Regions from separate parts of the Sus scrofa genome. Here region 2 is linked to region 1. Evidence: chromatin contacts called from public HiChIP or PLAC-seq data. All regions are on one chromosome and are shown on one strand. Each heading gives the region's core, a stretch centred on a gene start, on an enhancer-like site or on the middle of the called end of the contact. The rest is flanking DNA. Distances are from core to core; before and after follow the strand shown.

What was found. HiChIP or PLAC-seq counts read pairs in DNA pulled down with a chosen protein or histone mark.
Region 2: a contact with region 1 is called in an H3K27ac HiChIP or PLAC-seq map of skeletal muscle. The contact joins two enhancer-like sites. A contact is called at or near these places in 1 of 47 Hi-C or Micro-C datasets (skeletal muscle) and 1 of 2 datasets of contacts at active chromatin or transcription factors (skeletal muscle).

What each region holds. Positions count from the first base shown.
Region 1 is chr4:98,568,928-98,572,560 of Sscrofa11.1, forward strand. No RefSeq gene overlaps it. Among named protein-coding and RNA genes, the nearest start is that of MCL1, 8.7 kb to the left of the region's middle. Within about 2 kb of position 2,069, at least 57 of the 83 cell types and tissues checked have an H3K27ac peak or open chromatin away from gene starts, as enhancers often do. A contact at or near this core is called in skeletal muscle, where this site is marked.
Region 2 is chr4:99,361,401-99,365,033 of Sscrofa11.1, forward strand. POLR3GL (DNA-directed RNA polymerase III subunit RPC7-like) reads right to left here. Exons shown (of 10, transcript XR_002343450.1): 9 at 3,290-3,426; 10 at 1,545-2,897. Among named protein-coding and RNA genes, the nearest start is that of ANKRD34A, 14 kb to the right of the region's middle. Within about 2 kb of position 1,676, at least 66 of the 83 cell types and tissues checked have an H3K27ac peak or open chromatin away from gene starts, as enhancers often do. A contact at or near this core is called in skeletal muscle, where this site is marked.

The DNA of each region.
Region 1 (3,633 bases), core at 819-3,318:
GTAGGTTGCAGACTCGGCTCGGATCCTTTGTTGCTGTGGCTCTGGCGTAGGCCGGTGGCTATACCTCCGATTAGACCCCTAGCCTGGGAACCTCCATAGGCCATAAGTGCGGCCCTAGAAAAGGCAAAAAAAAAAAAGATACTAATTCTTCCCCTCAAACTCAACCAAAAAAGACTAGTTGAGGGAGTTCCCCTTGTGGCTCAATAGTAAGGAACCTGACGAGTATCCATGAGGATGCAGGTTTGATCCCTGGTCTTGTTCAGTGGGTTAAGGATCTGTTATTACTGTGAGCTGTGGTGTAGGTCACAGACACAGCTCAGATCCTGCACTGCCGTGGCTGTGGTATAGGCTGGCAGCTGCAACTCTGATTCGACCACTAGCCTGGGAACTTTCATATGCCACACCTGTGGCCCTAAAAAGCAAAAAAAGAAAAAAAGACATGATAAATAATGCAGGGTCATCTTTGATTGGATCCTAAATGAGAAAAAGCTATAAATGACTTGGCAATTGGGAAAATTTTAACATGGGCAAAATGTTAGTACTGTTTCAATATTAAATTTCTCGAGTGTATTGTGGTTATGTAAGAGAATCCTTGTTTTTAGCACACACATCTGAGGAATTTATGCATAACAAATCTATGGAAAGAAAGCCATTGTTGCCCAACTTTAAAGGTTACAATCTAGTAGTAGGAGTGATAACATAGACAAAAATAATTAGAATATTTCTGCTATGATAAAGGTATAGGACAAAGCAGAGTGACAACTTCTGGAAGTAGAAGGTGATAAGGAGGACTTCAAAATAAACATTTGAGGTTGGATCTTAAAATGAGTAGGAAAAACAAAAGCATGAAGTTGGGAAAGAACCTCTGGCAGGGGTAGGAGAGGGAGGAGAAAAAAGTAGTGGAAAACACTGGTAGAAAAAAGATGTCTGGTCTTAGAGGTTTGAATTTGGTTAAAATGACCTACAGCTGGGTGGATTGTGTTTATTTGGGAAGTTAAGAAGATAGATTCTATTGATTGTTTCCCCTGTCTTGTTAAAGTAGTGCCCTAAAGAAACACAACCTGGAGTTCCCGTCGTGGCGCAGTGGTTAACGAATCCTACTAGGAACCATGAGGTTGCGGGTTCGGTCCCTGGCCTTGCTCAGTGGGTTAACGATACGGCGTTGCCGTGAGCTGTGGTGTAGGTTGCAGACGCGGCTCGGATCTTGCGTTGCTGTGGCTCTGGCGTAGGCCCGCAGCTACAGCTCCGATTCGACCCCTAGCCTGGGAACCTCCGTATGCCGTGGGAGCAGCCCAAGAAATAGCAAAAAGACAAAAAAAAAAAAAAAAAAAAAAGACACACAACCTAAGGATCATAGACATTATTGGATCTTGGTGTAGGAGCTGGCATGGGCAGACCTGCTTTAAATAAAGTCGTCTTAAGAGCATCACCTCGGTTAGGTCACTCACATCTCACCAGCCAGCTCCTTCACCCACCCAGGTTCACATAATCAGGGAAAGAAACCAGGGTTTTGGGGGTTTTTTTGGTTTTTTTGTTTTTTTGCCACACCCACGATGTGTGGGGAGTTCCCTGGCCAGGGACAGAACCTTTGCCACAGCAGCAACCCAAGCTGCTGCAGTAGCAACACCAGCTCCTCAACCCACTGCACCACATGGGAACTCCTGAGGAACCAGGTTTATAAACAGACCTGAGACTGCTATGCCCTCTACAGAATAGAATTTACTTTTTTTTTTTTTTTTTTTTTTTGGCAACACCCATGATATGCAGAGGTTCCTGGGCCAGGGATGGAAACTGAGTCACAGCTGTAACCAGAGCCACAGCAGTGACAATGCAGGATCCCTGACTTGCTGAGCCACGAGGGAACTCCCAGGACAGACTTTAATAACAGCCCCCAAAGTTGTTACTGAACAGTGGCTCCACTCTCTCTAATCCTGTTCCCGTGGGAGACTCAATTATAGCTATTCCCATCCTGGTTCAAAAAATTAGTTTGCTCTGACTGCCCAGACTTCCCCACAGGCTGCATTCTTGCCCATGAGCTCATTGTTTTGGCTTCTCTGCCTGTGTAAATCCACAGCCACTGCCAGAATTCTCAGTCCTGGCCCCCTGGCTAGCTGGGGCTGCATTCCATTCAGAATTTCACCACCCCCACTTGGTTTTCTTCCTGCCCTTCATGGTCACATGTGTATGTTTATTCAAGTTATCCTGGAACAAGGTGTGCTGGGAAAGAGCCAGCGAAGCGGACAAGGAAAAGAATGTTTAGCCGTTACGTTTCTACTTGAATTAGGGAAGTTTTCCACTTTAAGAAATGTCATCAATTCTGTGCCTGTAAAAACAGTTTCTTGTCTACCAGGAGGAGCTGGTTTCAAAAATTTTTGCTTCACATTTCATAGTTTCCCCTCCAGAGCTGGTATGACTCAGGTGATCTGGAGGAGAGGGGTTTTCCCCAAGAAACTGGACTTTCATAAAGTTATTCAGGAATCTCTGCTCAGACCTTTCATGCATTCCATTCTCAGCTCACACCTCCATTCCTGAGGTTGCCTAGAGTGGTTCCCATCCATCTACTGTCCTTGGTGGGAATGGGGGAGACAGCTGGGCTGCTACAAGGAGCAGCTGTTAGGTTTCACTGCTTTGTTGCTGAAATTTCCTGAGAGGAGGGCTTGTTTATTTCCTTAGACTCTGAAAGTCCAGATCTAAAGCAAGGTGGGGCCCACTTGGGCTGAAGGAAGGGCATTCCTCTTTGTAAAGTTTTGGTTAATACCATATGGCCAAGCAACATACTCCCTTCCTCTCTCCACTTTATCATTACAAAAAAAAAAAAAAAAAACCTGCAGATTGAGACTGTGGGAGGTGACATTTTTTCATTTCTCAGAAATCCTCCATAAGGCCGAGTAGAGAAACAGAAAGAGGGAAACAGCTTAGTGTCGAAATGAGGTTTTCTCTCTGTGTTTTGAAATGAGGTGGCTTGTTTTCAGCTTTAAGGAACAACAGCTCTGTAGAGGAGAGTGGTAATGGTGGAGGGAGTGGTTGGTTACCTGCTTTCTTGACCCTTTCCCCCACCTCAAAGTTTGGTAGTTGGGGTCAGGTCTGAAACAGGATAGTGGTTTTGTGTCTTCCTTTCCTTCTGGTGAACCACGGTAGATACATCAACCCATCATGGTGCTACTGAGCAAAAGAAAACTTCTACTTCAAAATAAGGATTTGATGAGCAATCGCAGAAATAGTTTTTTTTGTTTGTTTGTTTTGTTTTGTTTTGTTTTTAGGGCCACACACGCAGCATATGGAAGTTCCTGGGCTACGAGTCCAGTCAGAACTGCAGCTGCTGGCCTTTGCCACAGCCACAGCAGTGCCAAAGCTGAGCTGCATCTGTGACCTACACCACAGCTCACGGCAACACCAGATCCTTAACCCACTGAGCAAGGCCAGGGATCGAACCCACATCCTCATGGATACTGGTTAGATTTGTTACCACTGAGCCACAACAGCAACTCTGAAACGGGTTGTTTTAAAAAGGAATGGAGGGAGTTCCCATCATGGTGGAGCAGAAATGAATCTGACTAGGATCCATGAGGTTGCAGGTTTGATCCCTGGCCTTGCTCAGTGGGTTAAGGATCCGGTGTTGCCGTGAGCTGTGGT
Region 2 (3,633 bases), core at 426-2,925, 790 kb after region 1:
GACCTTGAACTCTGCTGCAAGGGTATCTCTTTCCTTGCTAGTTAATGGAATTGCTGATCTTCCTGCTACTCAGGCTGCAGCAGATTCTTGGAAAGGACTGGCTAGATGCCTGAGGTATCTTTAGCCTGCCCAGCTGAAAACAAGGTGGGGAAATCCAGTGGCTGGAATGAGTTCAGCAAAAGCTGGACACATCCTGATCTTTATTCTCAGGACCATTTGGATTCTTGCAGGTGGATCAGCATCAGCTTGAAAGATTCCTAGTGGACATCGAATCAAATCGTTTCATACACGAGGAATGTGAGGCTTGGAGGCTAGACACGGAACTTTCCCAAGTGCACAAAGCTATGGAGTGGTATAACCAGGACCATGAGTCAGTGCTTCGCCCAGTTGAAATGGCAGCTTTTCCCCTTGGCTTAGTTCTTAAACCATCCTAGGCCTATAAGCCACCCTTCCTTACTTTCAAAGTTCAAACAGCAATAAAAATGAATTGAGGAAGGAGTTCCCTGATGGCCTAAAGGTTTAAGGATCCAGTGTTGTCACTGTTGTGGTGTGAGTTCGATCCCTGGCCACATACTGCAGGCATGGCCAAAAAAAAAAAAAGAATTGAGGAGAATAATTGCCTTCTCCTCACCAAACAATGGGTGTCCTATCCACATAACATTTGACCCTCCAATTTTCATTGGTCTCCCCTCCCAATCTTTTAGCTTCATGTTGCATCTAGGTCTTCCACTCAGCTGTTCCTCAAACCACTTGAGTCCCTGTGCTTAAATTTGCAGACCCCAATCTCAAGTTTCCTATCCAAGGTTGGAGGGGACATGGGGTAGGGAATAGGATTCTTGCCTGAGAACTTAGCCTGCCTGGGGCCACAGCCGTGGGAGTGGAAGCAGTCTGTTCAACATAACAGGTCCCAGCAGGCACACAGTACACGGCTGAGCAAGAATGGCGTGGAGCCTCTCTAAATGTTTGCCAACAGAGCCTCAATCTCTAATCTCTCAGGTGGTCCTCTGGAGGATTAGCAGCCAGGATCCTATTTACTGAGCCTTAGGCTTCAGCCTCAGCCTGCCCACTAGAACCTAAAAGCTATGGAAAGTAGGGGAAGGGTCAATGGAAACAGTCTAGCTCATGCCTGGAACACTTCTGGAATCTGGGGAAGCTGCTGGGTCCCCTGTCTCTGGCTTTGTTCAGCAAGGTCACCTGCCAGAAGCAGCGGGAAGCCAGATGGGAAAGAGTCCAGGAATGGTCTGATCTTTCTGACACCTTGTCTTTGAGGCAGTGCAACTGATTACAAGTGGCCACTCTAATCTTTATTCTTTCCCCTATTTCATGGGAAAAGGATGTGTGTATATGCGGAGGGGGGAGCAAAGATGTGTTCAGTTCTCCTCTACTGTCTCTTGTCTAGAATCTTCTTTGTTCCCAACTTTTAAATTCCCATGCTGACATTAAGTGGGATTTAGCAGGTCCAGCTGTGCACCCCCCACAGCTATAGATACAGTTAACCAGATTAGGTCTGGTATGTGTGTATATACAGGGGAGAAAGGCAAAAGGAAATTTTTCAGTGTCTTTTATTTTTGTTTCTTGCAGATTTCTCCCTGGCCACAATCAGAGGCTATAGTGTGACTATGGGAAACCCCAGTGACAGGTCCCCTGGCCCCTCCACGGACACAATACCACAGAAAACTAGAAAAGGAAACATCAATCATCACAAATTGCTCAATCACTCTGGAATGTTCTGTTTCTATTCCTGTTTCCTTCTCTGTTCTCTTGGCTGCTTTAAACTTAAAACCTACTACCACACCCAAATCAGGCTTTTAAGGTGCTTTCCCTCAATGGAGCCACAGCCCCTATTCATTCTTTGCAATGGGGTCAAAAATCTCTAATATTAGGTTGCCAGCCTCTATCACTTGATGCTGTAGGGAATTCAGTCTGCCTGTCTGAATATGGTTGAGGAATTTCTTGATGATTCTCCCACATCCTCTCTTTATGGCTTTCACATGTTTAGTAAGGTCGCTATGACAGCATCTCAGCTATCTATGCCTGCTTCCTTATCCAGTCCCTATTCTGGACACGCAGCTCGCCCGTGACTGTTGCATGTCAAGTGGCTGGAACCAATCAGTTCATCTAGGGCTTCCTCAGAAGCCAATCAGAGCCTAGGGAAGTGACCTCACCCAAGGGAGAACTGTGTGGGTGAGAAAGCACCTCTCAGAGCTGAGTGTCCCTAAGTCCTTGCCTTCCTCATGCCCCCCCTTACTTCCTGTAAAGCAACACTGCCTACCCTCCCCCACCCCTCCCCCAAAGAAGGGAGAGAAAGGCTGACCAAAAGAGAAATTGCAGTTCAGCCACATAGCAGATTCCAGAAGTGGAGAGAAGGATATTTAGAGGGCTCCCTCTTCACAGAAACACTTTTCAAAGTGGGGTCTCCAGGGCCTGGAAGAGGGTGAGTGGGTGTGCAGAAGAATCAGCACCTCCTCCCGACTCCCTCCTCCCACCTGGCCTTCTTGACTCTCCCCACAAAAATAGCTATAATCGCTCCTTGTAAACAAGGACAAGAGCAAGGTCAAGTGTGGGAAAGCGAGGGCCCGTGTCCCTGTAAACACATGTGAACAGAGATAATCACGTCCCCATTGCTTGAGGACCAGAAGCTCAAAAGCCAGCTGCTCTGCAGGGGGTGGGCTGTTTACAACTCACTCTGCACAGCCCTTAGGATGAGTTCCTGAATGTTCCCTGGCAGAGCTAGATTGGGAGTAGGTGTCCCACCACAGGGGGTGGCAAGAAGGTACAAAGGACAGGAAGGCTGAAACCCCCAGTGTGTCACACAGGACTCTTCACAGGTAAGGAGAGAAGAACAGCTCACTGGGCATCCCCTTCATTCCTCCAGCCCTCTCCCACTGGGCCTCGCCCTGGACAGAGACAGATAAAAACATTTTACTTAAAAATATAAAACTGGTCTGACTGCTCCTAACTGTTCCCACCCCCAATTACCTCCAAAAAGAACTGTAAAAAATGGGTAGGGGCATGCGCACAGCTGTCTCGGCTCTAAGGACTCCAGGAGGAAAGGACCCTCCTTTCCCCTTTTCATACAGTCAAGACACTGGTGCTTTGCCCTTCCTTCCCCCAAGATATCACAGGCGATACAGTTTCAGAGGAAAGAGGGAGGGGAAAGGTGGAAAAGAGAGCTATCAGTTGCCACTCTCTATTCGTATCTCCAGGGACCAAATAAGTTATCTGGATTCTGATCAAATGATTTGATTATTCACAAAACCAAATAGTAGGGAGGAGTTACTCTCTGTACCCTAAATCAAGAAAGATATGAGGGTCCAAGGTATTGTTCAGGGTCCTTCTTCAGTATATAGCCTCATCCATATTGTCATCACTGTCACCCCCAAAGTCCTCTCCATTGTCAAAATATGACATGATGTAATCAGTTTCCTGAAATAGAAAAACAGGAAGGAAGGTCAGGTATATTTTCAGTGTTCCACTTCGTCCCTGTGCACCAGTCTCCTTTCCTCTCAATATCCCCGTTCTGGGGCTGAGAGGGCCCTTCAAGCTGTAGTTCACTCTTGAGAAGTGCCCAGGGGCAGATAAAGTGGAGGGCACTATCTTTTGGAGGCACTATCTCCTTTGGTCCTCCAGCCC